4 separate regions of the Mus musculus genome follow, and regions 2, 3 and 4 are each linked to region 1. Evidence: chromatin contacts called from public HiCAR-type and promoter capture Hi-C data. All regions are on one chromosome and are shown on one strand. The core of a region is the stretch at or near the end of the contact, and the rest is flanking DNA. Distances in the headings are between cores, read along the strand shown. Region 1 holds the start of Pus7 (pseudouridylate synthase 7). Region 2 holds the start of Atg9b (autophagy related 9B). Region 3 holds the start of Smarcd3 (SWI/SNF related, matrix associated, actin dependent regulator of chromatin, subfamily d, member 3). Region 4 holds the start of Kcnh2 (potassium voltage-gated channel, subfamily H (eag-related), member 2).

The links. Promoter capture Hi-C pulls out the DNA fragments that hold promoters and counts their contacts. HiCAR-type assays count read pairs that join an accessible place to other places. Capture Hi-C pulls out chosen DNA fragments and counts their contacts.
Region 2: a promoter capture Hi-C map of pre-B cells shows a contact between it and region 1, with 2.9 times the contacts expected there. The contact joins the promoter of Atg9b here to the promoter of Pus7 in region 1. A contact is called at or near these places in 2 of 39 promoter capture datasets (the C10 cell line and pre-B cells) and 2 of 9 other capture datasets (adipose tissue and liver).
Region 3: a contact with region 1 is called in a promoter capture Hi-C map of liver, with 2.1 times the contacts expected there. The contact joins the promoter of Smarcd3 here to the promoter of Pus7 in region 1. A contact is called at or near these places in 2 of 484 Hi-C or Micro-C datasets (CD4 T cells and embryonic stem cells), 2 of 115 datasets of contacts at active chromatin or transcription factors (bone marrow-derived macrophages and extraembryonic endoderm stem cells) and 1 of 9 other capture datasets (liver).
Region 4: a contact with region 1 is called in a HiCAR-type map of astrocytes, with 2.5 times the contacts expected there. The contact joins the promoter of Kcnh2 here to the promoter of Pus7 in region 1. A contact is called at or near these places in 1 of 484 Hi-C or Micro-C datasets (CD4 T cells), 1 of 115 datasets of contacts at active chromatin or transcription factors (astrocytes) and 1 of 9 other capture datasets (adipose tissue).

The regions. Positions count from the first base shown.
Region 1 is chr5:23,782,252-23,785,234 of GRCm38.p6, forward strand. It overlaps Pus7 (pseudouridylate synthase 7), which reads right to left and starts at 1,460. Exons shown (of 16, transcript NM_178403.5): 1 at 1,261-1,460.
Region 2 is chr5:24,390,867-24,393,904 of GRCm38.p6, forward strand. Atg9b (autophagy related 9B) reads right to left here and starts at 1,277. Exons shown (of 14, transcript NM_001002897.3): 1 at 504-1,277; 2 at 338-381; 3 at 151-215. The coding sequence starts at 1,050. It also overlaps a transcript of Abcb8 not described here.
Region 3 is chr5:24,600,374-24,603,391 of GRCm38.p6, forward strand. Smarcd3 (SWI/SNF related, matrix associated, actin dependent regulator of chromatin, subfamily d, member 3) reads right to left here and starts at 1,629. Exons shown (of 13, transcript NM_025891.3): 1 at 1,408-1,629. The coding sequence starts at 1,485.
Region 4 is chr5:24,350,143-24,353,110 of GRCm38.p6, forward strand. It overlaps Kcnh2 (potassium voltage-gated channel, subfamily H (eag-related), member 2), which reads right to left and starts at 1,462. Exons shown (of 15, transcript NM_013569.2): 1 at 1,066-1,462. The coding sequence starts at 1,141.

The DNA.
Region 1 (2,983 bases), core at 210-2,709:
TCCTACACGAGTGCTGAACGCTGGCACTGACCCAAGCCTAGCAGCTCCAGGCCAGCCTGGTCTACATAGAGAATTCCAGGACTGACAGTCCACATAACAGAGAGACTCTGCCTCAACCCTTCCCCCAAAGAGAGAGAGAGAGAGAGAGAGAGAGAGAGAGAGAGAGAGAGAGAGAGAGAGAGAGAGAGAGAGAGAGAGAGAGATGTTCAGAGGGGAACTCAAGTGGCCGTCCCTCTCCTATAAGGGCAGCACTCAAAAGGCTGAGAAAGACTTGTGTCTCTAGTTCAAGCCAGCCTGGTCTACATAGTAAGTCCTATCTCAAGACAAAAGAGGTTTATGTATTCAAATAAACTTGTTAAGTTAACAAATTCTGACTGTTGGTTATTTGCTAATGACTGCACATAGTTTCCCCTCTTTCTCACTACAGTGAACAGTCTGATATTTGACAGCTCCTTCGTTAGTAAAACCATTGCCCTGACATTGAGGCATAGTGTTTTACGGATGGCCACAGATTTTTGTTGTTGTTTAAGAGTGGGAACAAAACAAAGTAGCACCTATATTTTAGAGATCTCTTTTTTAAAGAAATGGCCTTGAACTAAACCCTTCTTCCTTGACTGGCAGTAATTAAGAGCAATAACCATGTGCTGGCCATTTTAAAGGCCCCTCAGTGAAGGGCTTGGTGGTATGGACCACAGAATAAGTAGCCTGCACTGTCACCCAGCAGAGGTTGGAGAAAAGACCCCAGACGTCAGCCTGATCGCTTCTCCGTGGTTGAGAAGAGCAGCGGCCCTTAAGGCCTGCCCAGCAAGTAAAACATCTGCGCCCAGTACCCAGCACCAGGCCGGGACCAGTGCAGGCTGCTCGGACGATCTGGGAGCGCTGAGCAGGACCGGGGGAAGGCTGGTTTGTTTTTCTAACAGGGAATTGAGTTTGGGGAGTGCCTGAGGCACCACAAAGCAAGGAAGAAGTGGAAAAAGAAGGTTCTAGCCCACAGCGGCGCGGCCAGAGGATCGGGACGCGGCGCCGCTTAACGAACGGCGGGGATCAGGGCGAATAGCCGGGATCGGGGAGCATGGATCGGGAACTAGGGGTCCGGGATCAAGGATCCGGGTGCGTGGAGCAGAAATAAGACAAGCGGGGAAGGTGGAGCTGGCGGCGGAGAAACAGGGAGCAGCGCGAGCTGCGACCACGGCCGCCCTCCCTCCCCGGCCGCGCGCCTCTCCGGAGGCCTGGGGCCACGCCGCAAAGCAGAGCACTTACCGGGAGCCTGAGGGCGCGGGCCGAGCGGAGAAGAGGACGCTCGGCTCGGGACGCGGGAGGGCGGCGGCGGTGACTCGCAGGAGGCGGCGGCCAGCGCCGACCAGCACAGGCTGCACCGCGTGGAGACGCACAGGGACGGGTTATCCCACCAGCCGCCGGGCTCGCACACGTGCGGCGCTGCGCCGCGCCGACCACGCCCCGGGGCGGGGCCCGCTCCACCGGCCCTCCGCTCCCGAGGACGCTCCGCCCATCGGCGCCTGGGAAGTGACTTGCCTTATGCAAAGAAACCTTTAGGACTTCAAAAACAGAGACTACCTTATTAGTTGTTAATTGTGCTTAAATGGGAGCTTCTTTCACAGCTATGGTTAATAGTGCATATTAATAGAATGGGTTTCTTACCTTTGACAGCTCCCCAGGAGGACTGTCTTCAAGAAGATTCCATCATAGCTGGTTAATGCTTTGGCGTAAAGAAAAATAAAATATATTTTTCTTCTCATGCTTCAAGTAGCCAACTGACCAAATCAAAGCATTCCATAGCATTTCAGGTCTAATATTTTGCCAGATTTCAACTCAGGGTAAAATAAAATATAATAAAATAAATCAAGATTTGTGGAGAGTCAAAAGCCCATAATCCAAGCACTCAGGTGATATGGACAGAAGGATCAGAAACTTAAGGGCACTTTGGGATATGTAAGGAATCCCAGGTAAACATGGCCTAGGTAAGACCCTGTTGTTTTGGTTTTTTTTAAACAAACAAACAAAAACCTGGGCAGTAATGGTACACACCGTTAATCCCAGCACTTGGGAAGCAGAAGCAGGTAGATTTCTGAGTTCGAGGCCAGCCTGGTCTACAGAGTGAGTTTCAGGACAGCCAGGGCTATACAGAGAAACCCTGTCTTGAAAAAACAAAATAGAAAAAAAAAAAAAGAAAAAGAAAACCAAACCAAAACAAACAAAATCCTGTTATTTCAGATCTTTGTATTCCTCTTAGACGTGTGTGTGTGTGTGTGTGTGTGTGTGTGTGGTGTTTGTTGTAACCATGTGTTTTACATATGTGAGGTTTGCATATGTGATGATTAGTGTTGTCAATTTGACAGAGTCTAGAATTACCTTGGAGACAAGCCCTGGTCATGCCTATGCTGGACTATCCTGACTGGGTTCATTGTAATCGTACAGGACCAGCATCGTTCCCTGACTGGAACTCTGAACGGTGTCAATCAGTAGTTCCTTAACCCCTTGGGGTTCCAGTGGCCCTTTCAAGGGGTTGCCTAAGACCATCAAAATATCAAAAACTAAGGTCCATGTACAGTTCTGAGTTTGTGGAGACCTGAGGCCCATCATGGTGCTTTCCGCTTTCACTCTCTACCTTAGTTACTTATTATTATTGTGTGTTTATGATGTGGGCATGCGTACATGTGGAGGCTGGAGCATAGTCTGCAGAAGCTGGTCCTCTCCTTCTACCTTACATGGTTTCTGGGGACGGAAGCCAAGTCGTCAGGCTTGCTTGGCAAGTGCCCTTACCTCCGATCCATCTCCATGGCCCCTTCACCCTACTTTTTGTAAATAATTTTCATTGATCCTGGAGCTCAACTGGACTGGTTAGCTGGCAAGTCGAAAGATCTTATCTCTGTCTCTCTACTGCTTGGATTACACAGATCTGCTGTGACCAGCTTTCTACATGACTAGCAGGATCTGAACACAGGTCCCCACTGTATTGACTAAA
Region 2 (3,038 bases), core at 27-2,526, 610 kb after region 1:
TTCTAGCACATAGGAAGTGGAGGCAGGAGGGACAGGAATTCAAGTCTAGCCTAGGATACATGAGACCCTGGGTCAAAAAATCAATAAAGTAGAATAAATACTAAAATCAAGAAGAAAGAGCAGAGCTTAGGGATAGGACTGGCTTCTCACCCCAGCTGGAAGACATCCTCCAGCAGGATACAGGCAAAGCCATTCCGCTGATGATAGCTGTAGATGTGGCAAGTTTGTCAAGAAATTTGCCTAAGCCTACGGACTCTTCCCGTAGAAACTTCCCCCACTCTTCCCTGCTCCACAGTCCCCCCACCATGCCCCTCTGCATGCTGGGCACAAAGGATATCTTGGTGAAAAAACTGTCCAGGTTCTGGATGTGATGCCAGGAACCTGGGCACAGAGAAACAGTGTCAAGACTTGGCATTGTCCCATTTGTGATTAATTTCTCTATCAAACCCAAACCTGCCTCGACCCCCTAACCCACCCAACCTTCCATATACCCACACACTCACCGCGGAGTCCTTCGGGTACATGAAGCAAGGGTTGGTGGTCCTCCCCATGGATAGGGGAGTCTTGAGACCCCTCAGGGTCACAGTCCTCTAGCCGTTCATAGTCCTGCTCAGGGATCAGAGGGCCCATCCGCAGCCCAGGATGGTCCTGGGGGCGCGGGCAGGAGGGAGGGGGAGTGGCCGAGGCCAGGGGTGGGGTGGAGTGGGACCCCCACGAGGGGGAAGCAGAGGTGTGTATCATTGTGGGATGGGCCTGCGTTGAGGGTGTGGTCGGGGTGGGTAAGACATTGTGTGGAGTCTGAGAAGCCCCTGCCTCCTGAATCACCAGGCAGGGAGACCCTGAGGCCGGAGGGAACACTGAAGAGGAGCAGCTTCTTGTGCGAGGGGCAGGGGACAGAGAGAAGACAGAGATCCTCCTTCCCCCAGTTCCCCGGCATGGAGAAGCAGGCAGTGGCAGTGCCATAGGGAGCAGAGGCACTGAGCTGGGCCCCAAGTCTCCCCACCGCCCCCGTTGCCTCCTGCTCCCCCCCCACCCCGTTCGTCTCACCATCAGGCCGCAGCTTCTCTTGAGAGGTTGAAGGGACTGGACTGCTGTTGTTTCCACAGAGGTCAGTGAAGCTGAGCGGAGACTTCAACAAGGAGCAGGACAACAACAGCACTAGGTGACTCAGGCTGGGCAGGCCTCAGGCATGCCAACCCTCAGCCACCTGTGTGATCACTCACACTCCTTGCAAGGCAACCTGGGGCCCAAGCCCCATGCCTGGGACGGACACCAGTTTAGGAGGCAGGGGCTCAAGAGCTATTGGGATTAGAAGAGACACCTATGATCTCTGCTTTCAGTCCTCAAGGGCACAAGTGGCAAAGACAGGGCAGCTGCAACAAAAATAATATGCACAGAGAGCAAAATCCTATCAGAGGGCTCTAGCATGTGCAGACAAAATAGTGAAGCTCTCGTTCCTACAATTGCACTCCCATCCCTTCACACCTGTGGGCACCAGTCAGTAGAGAATGATTTAAGGCCACATGCCCAAACAGGAGGTGCATTCAGATTTCCCAGCACTTAGGAGGAGACAGAGTAGCGGGATCAGGAGACTGAAGCTGTTCTGGGCAACATCTGACCCTATCTTAAAAAAAAAAAAAAAAAAAAAAAGCTGTATATTTTCTTTCTCTGAATGAAAGAGGGCAGACTTTGTGGTTAGCCAGGAGAAAACAAGGAGTAAAAGGAAGGAGTGCTAGCCATCCTAGATTGGAGCTTAAGGAAAAAAGGCTGGTTCCTTGAGAGTTCCACTGTATCTTCCTTATCCTCTTGAACCCTGATGTACTCTCCTCCAGTCCTGACCTGGTGTCGGGGCCTCCTGAGACACGTCAGCGCAGGAAGGCAGGGGCCTTGAGAGGATAATTTGGGTGTGTGGGGATGGACTGGCTCAGTTGAGTTCTTTGTTGTTGCCTCACCCGGGAGGAGGAGGCCCAGGTGGCTGGTCTGATGGCTTGCCCAACGCCATTCCCAAGGCCATGAGTCACCAACTGCCCTACTGAAGCCCATGCCTGAGATATTGACTTATGGAGCAGGTGTCAGGGCCTCCAGCGATCAAGCCAGTATCTCAGAGGCGGAGAGGAAAACTGTGCTTCCTAGAGCATTTCCTGGAGGAGCGTGGAGGACATCCATGGAACATCCCACAGGTTTATCCCAGACTGCCTGATTTTCTTATATAACAAGAGTTCATGACTCCCATACTTTTGTGTCTAGGTAAGGTGCAAAGCTATGCTTTGTGGCAAAATGGAATCCCAAGGAAGTGGGCGTGGGGGGGTACCCCGGTGGCAGGAAATTCCCATGATCTTTCTGAGACCTCTAGAGAGAGAGAGGTTAAGTGTGGCTTTAGCTGGTACCTCCCTCTGACATTACTCACATATAGTATATACTTGCTTAAGACTACCTCTACACACATCCTTATCTCCTCAGCCCCAAACTCAAGCAAATTCTGGCTCATTGCTCTGTCTAGTTTCACTCTGCTCATTCCAGAGCATGACTTTGCGACCCTCAGCTCAAGAAAAATTGAGTCCCGGAAGCACCACCAATAAATGACAATGATACTAGTAACATAACAATGTTCAAATGTCCAGATGGATTACCAGAGAGTAAATGTGAGCTAGAAACAGCACCCCCTGGTGGACAGTGGACAATAGCGTGCCTTTCTCGCGTGGAGGGGAACGGGTATGAGTCAGAGCCACTCCCACCAAGAAACCACAGCCCAGTGGAGGAGTTAAAACAAAAATAATAATTACACAGAAGGCATAGTGACTCAAGCCTCTAATCCCAACACTGGGAAGGAAGGATGGTGAGTTCAAGACAAGCCTGGGCTATAAAGAGAGTCTCAGGCTAGTCAGAGCTATGTAGCAGGTCTTGGGGGTACTTTGGGAGACAATTATAGCAAGAATAAGCTTAGCCCAACTGCTGCAAGAGCTATTCACTTTTGAGCTGGAACCTTAGGCCAGTGATTCAGACCCAAATGAAGAAGGAACCTAAAGGTTAGCTCTTAG
Region 3 (3,018 bases), core at 379-2,878, 820 kb after region 1:
CCCAGAGCCAAGCAGCTGTCTCTGCCCATCTCTTCTATAGTCAAACAGGCCTGTCCCTGAACTTGCCTCCCCCATTCCACCTGACTCTGTCACTCACAGCACCAATGTCACCAGCGTGGAAGCTCAAGCCTAGCCATTCTCCATCACTATAGAGGGGACTCTAATCATCCAAGAACCGAACTACCAAGTTGACCACATTCAATTCCATATGCAGAGCCTCTTCACTGGATGGTAGTCTTTAAAGCAACTACTCTTAAGCAGCTAGGTCAGGATTGGTAACTCCACTAACCCATAGGGCTGCCTTGGAATTTATACCCCAGAGATCCCTATGGCTAGAGAACAGGCTGCCACAGAGAAGCCCTCTTCCCTATCAGCCACTCTCCTATTCATCAAGGCCACTGATACTGTTGGGTCTAATGAGGCCCTGAGAAGAAGGCTTCTAGGGGCCCCCAGGAGCCTGCCATCAGTAACAGCCTCATAAGGGTCAGATTCTGGGGGCCCTTGCCTCTCACTGAAATGGTGCTTCCTGGAGTCACAACCAAATTTGGCCATAGTAAATATGACTGACTCTTCCCTCCATATGCCCAGGCTTAGAGCTCCTCACAGCAGGCTCTCCACCTCAATAGGTTCCTGGGTACCCTCAGACTCCTCACATGTCTTCGTGAGTGTGTGAGTGTGTGTGTGTGTGTGTGTTAGAACGGTATAGTACTATCCCTTTGGTTTCTAGGCCTCATGTCCCCAACTCCTGCCCCTCCTTCACACCTTTGAGGTGTTAAGGTCATCAACTTCTGGTGGCTGAGCCTGCCAAGGAGATCTTCTGACTGCTTAACTTGAGGTCTCACAAGTAGACCCTTCTCAGCTCTGACAGCAGGGCCAAGTCCTCAAGGCCCTCCTGCTAGGATGCAGAGGTTGTTCAGCAGAGAGCTTTTGCTCTTAGGTCACCTGCTCCTAGCTGCTCAGACCTAGTCGGAGTGACCCTGTCCCAAAGGATGAACAGGGACAACAGGCAGCCCTGCCCTAGCTGTGTGTTCGAGTCACCACCCCACCCCCACCCCCAGGGCAGGGGTAACACCTGAGCCCACCAGTAAAAGAATGTGAGACATGTCAGTTACAGAGGGGACCCCCCTCTTGGGGGAGGCACGGTGCCCACATCCCACCCCTTGCCCCTGAGAAGAACCCAAGCCGACGCCTCTCTTCCCGGCCGCCGCGCGCCCATCCCCAGCCGACCGCTTGGCGACGTGTTCGGATGCCAGGGCGCCCGCAAGGTCCCAGGGTTGGGCCGTGACCGTGCGCCCCTCAACCAAAGGGGTGGGAGAGCCGGAGCGCGCCGGCGGCCCCTCCCGATCATCCCTCCATTCAGCCCGAGCCAGCTCGCTCACCCTCCCCCGCTAACTTTCCCCCACTCACCACCCCATGGACCAGAAACTCAAAAAGTTTGCTTTTCGTGGCTTTGCGCGCCCCTCCGGCAACTTCGTCCGCGGCCATCGGGGTGGGCTCAGCGGCTCCTCTCACTCTCTCTCTCTCTTCCTCTTTCTTTCCCTTTTCTGCCTTTTTTTTCCTCCAACTCTCCCCTCTGAGTCCTGCTGGGCTCTCTCACACTTCTACTCGAGCGGAGTGGGGAGGGGGCCCCTTCAGGGCTGCCCTGACGGCCCACGGCCCACGCCGCCGCCGCCGCCCGCCCGCCGCCGCCGCCGCCGCGGCTGCCGCATTCCTGCACTGATAAGACAGAAATAGTCCGGCGGCCCGGGGTCTGCCTGCGACGCGCCGGGGACGGAGCGGCCCTCCTGTGCACTCCGCGTGGTCCAAGCGGCGCACAGAAGCGGCGAGACGAGCCGATCTGCCCGGAGGCTGCGCGATGGGCAGCTGCGCTGCGCCCAGGCCGCCCGGGGCCCATCGGTGGCGGCTCGGGGAGGGAACACCACGGGAGGTGACAAGGGGCTCGCCAGCCACTCTGCCCTCGCCACAAATAGTTTCTCGGTTAGGGAATTCGCCGACATGGCCAGGCAGGGAACAGACAGTTCCAACTTTTTTCCCCCAAGTGGCTCCTGCAGCATTTCTGAGGCCCTTTCCCCTGGGACCAGGCAGGCCAAGTAGGGAAACATTTGCTGGAAGGAATCTGGGGGGGAACCCGAGCCCGAAGCAGGCCTTGCTCCTGTCCCAGGGCCAGCGCGGTGGGTGTGCCGGGCTAGGCGGGCTCCCGGGCGCCCGCAGATGTGTGTGCCCTTGTCTCGCACACCGTGTGTCTGCACCCTTTTGTGGCACGGCGCAGAGGCTGTGGGTGTGGATGTTTATGTGCGTGCACTGACAAACGCCCAGTCTGTGTGCTTCCCTTCACAAGAGCCGCCGAGCCTGCGCGCGTGCGTGCGGGGCAGGACACGGCCTGTGTCTTTCAGCTCTGTTGGAGTCTATTTCTGGGCTTGTGAGTCTTTGTTTGTCTCTGTGCGAGAAAGTGAGGGCAATAGGGGAAATATTTCCGAAAAGGGGACATGGACTGGACTCATGAGAACAGGAGGAGTACATTGTGAGGAATGGCGCGGATCCAGGGTGGGTACTTGGGTGGGTAGGAGGAAAGGGTGAGGCAAGCAGGGCTTGATGGCTTTGGCGCGGAGACCCAGAGAGCTCGGGATTGGTGAAGTCCGCCCCAGAACCGAAGAGAAAGCAGGAGTGTGGGGTAGGAAGACGAGGAAACCCTAAATGGGACAGTGTGGATAGAACTGGCCATCCCTGGAGGGGAGGAAGAACAGAAAGGAGGGGACAAATCCTGAGATCCCTAGGTTGAGCCCAAGCTCCGCCCATTCCACAAGCCACGCCTGTCCCCACCTTCTGAAGGAGGAGTCCGCGGGTTTCAGGACAATCAAGGGTCAGGTTTATGGGCTAGCTGGGGCTGCCGCTGAGAGAGGGACAATGCCTGAGGGAACTTGTGGGAACACATACAATTTGAGCCCTCAAGACCCATTGCACCGAGGGACCCTAACCTTTGGCCCTTCAGAATGTCTTCATGGGTCAGGATAAGGAGCA
Region 4 (2,968 bases), core at 212-2,711, 570 kb after region 1:
AAGCCAAGCCTCTAGGACCCAGTCCAAGATCTTCTCAGATTCTGCCCCTGCCTACCTAACTGGTAGGAAAAGAAAGCCCGAGCAAGGGCCTGCCCCCTGCCCTTAGGCCTGCACCACCTCTTCGGGATCATCCTGTTCTCTGTCTAGGGACAATGCTGCCCATCCAACTGAGCCCTCCCTCCCAACACAGTAAAGCACACATTGTCCTGTGTGCACAGGGTCACAGGCAAGGAATGTCACCCTCCTGCTCCAGGGGCCCTTTGCAGTCACACACTCTGTGGCACATGCAGCCTTGAGGACAGGCACACCAACACCAAACATTCACCTAGCCTAGGACACATTTCTGGAAGTCTCCCTTGCCAGGTCCGAATAAGGGGAGTTGTAGTCACCCAAACCCAAAGGGGCTTGGGGTACCATCCCCAGCAGGAAAGTCCACCACACTGGAACTCCATGGCCAGCCTGTTCGCCCCAAAGCCAGCTTCAGGTGTGCAGCAGCCTCTCAGCACAGGGCCCACAATCTTGGGGACTTGCCGGAGACGCCTCTCCACGGCCCATGCAGACTCGAATTCATTAGTGACACAGGGATTTGACCATATACTTGTCACACACTCAAGAGCAGATTTGGTCACTAATCCTACACCTCTAGTTTTAGTCTGTCACATACAACACAGCCAAGACTGGAACGCGCAGTGTACTTTTAGGGACCAACAGCTTAGGTCATAAACAGTCTTAGGACAGCACACACACACAATCTCATCAACTCTGGACATTTAGAGTTGGAAACACCTACACATCTCATCCCACCTCCCTTTCCTGCACATTCCTGGTGTCATACTCACTCTCCGACCCCTAGCTGCAACACTAGGCCCCTTGGTCCTATGCCAGTGGTCCCTGGCACCAAGCCTTGTCCCCTTGGCTCCTGGCGTAAGTCTCAGGGCCCACCAGCCCCTACTGACTCACATTTTTGCACTGCACACGGCCCGGGCACGCCCCCCCAGCCACACTCAGCAGAACTGGACCCACCCCCCCAGACCCCCTCCCCGCCTTGCCCCCTCCCCCACTCACTCTGGCCCTCAAACTTGCGGATGATGGTGTCGAGGAAGGTGTTCTGCGGCGCGACGTGGCCCCTCCGCACCGGCATCCTGAGCCCATGGGCGGGCCGGGCGGGCCCCCACCCACCCTGGCCCGGCCCGGCCCAGCACTAGGCTTCGGGTGGCCTGGCCGGGCCGTGGTCTCCGCACCCCGCGGCCAAGCTGAGTGCGGGCGGGGCCGGAACTGGACCGAGGGCGCGGGATTCCCGCTCTGCTTAGTGGCTGCCGGCTCCGGACCCTGGGCCGGGCCTGAAGCTGCTGGAGCTGCGGCGCCGGCACACCTGTCTGTCGACCCGGGCTGGTGGTGCCACGGGCCCGGCTGCACCTCGTCCCCGCGCCGCGCTCCGCCCGCTCCAGCGCCGGGCTCCCGGCTCACGCCTGCCCGCCGCCGCCGCGCCGACAGCCGCTCCAGCGCCCGCGGCTCGGGCAGCGCCTGCGGCTTGGTCCGGCGGCTGAAGGGTTAATGCGGCGCGCGCCCCTCCGGCTCCGGCCCCCGCCTCCCGGCCCCCTCCTGTCGCCGCGCGCCGGCAGCACCGCCCTCTCCCCGCCACCCCGAGCGCCCGCCCTTCTTATTGGCTGAGCCGCGCCGAGCGCTCCCGGAGTCCCAACCCCTCGCTCCGCTACCGCGCCCCCGGGACTCGCGCTCCGCCGAGAGGGGGAAGGGACCTTTAAGTAGGGGAACGGTGAGGACAGGTGCGATGGTCGGTTTGGAGGTGACCAGGGAGAAGGGCATATCGCCCCCTCCCAGACTCAGGACTGAGAAACCCGATTTGATGGGGACAGGACCAACCCTTTATCTCCTGCTTCCCTGCTGCGCCTAGGGCAGGCTGAGTACCCACAGCTCGATGTCGGAATGTGCTGTGGGTGACGGGGTTGAGTGAGGCCTAGGCTCTGAGATGAGCCGCCCTAGGACCAGGGGACAGCCAGAAAATGGGAAGAACAGGGAATGTGGAAGCTGTAAAATTTTGAGACAAGGGTGGGTGAGCCGTAAGAGAGGCACGCCTCCCCTGTCTCCAGGGAGTTATAACCTCTCGGTGGTTATTCGAATCTCTCCATGGATGACACGTACAAAGAGACCGACAGCAGTTGCGGCCTTTTAGCTGTAAGAGCAAAGCGAGGCCCTTCCTTGAGTGCGAGGTCCCAGCCAGGGGATCCCCGTGAGCTAGAGGCCTTCCCTCCCTCTGCTGAAGGAACCTCATAGGCCCAATAGGAGGGCTTGGGGCCCCCCGAGGCGGCCCGGGCGGCCCAGCCCCCTCGGAAAACCCTGGCCTTGCCTTGGGCCCCTCCCCCTGCCAGCTGGCTCGCTCCAGCAGCAGCTCCCTTATTTAGGCAAAGAGGTCTGAGGATGCTCAAGGGCAGGCAGGGTGTCCACCAGCCGCCTGCCCACTGCCTGCCCACCGCCTGTTGGGGCCTGAGTAGGGGGCTTCGGGCGGCTGAGGTGTCCTTGATTTGAGCAGCTCAGCGACGCCTGGGGCAGGGCAAGGCCGAGAGGCGAGTGTTGACAGCTGAGCAGGCCTGCTGTGGGGAGGAGCCAGGCAGCTGGAGTTGAGGCGGCCTTGAATCCCCTCCCCTGCCTGCAACCCGGATCAGAGGCCTGTCTAGATGGATGGGGCCATGTGGGGGTTCCTGAGGGCTTGCAGCTGCCTCTGTCCTTGCAGCAAGGGGCTGGGTCTTGTCACCAGCGGGAACCTTCATTGGATGGGGGAGAGGGGGCGACGGACGGCGCAAGAAAGGTCGCCATGAGACCACGCCAGCCAGACTCTTACCTTACTCTTACTCCAGGAGCAAAATCCTGAAAACACTAAGGCCAAACAGGGCCCCTGGCCAGGAGGTGACACTCTTTTTTATTTGCTAGTGGGTGGGCAGTGACTCAGGGA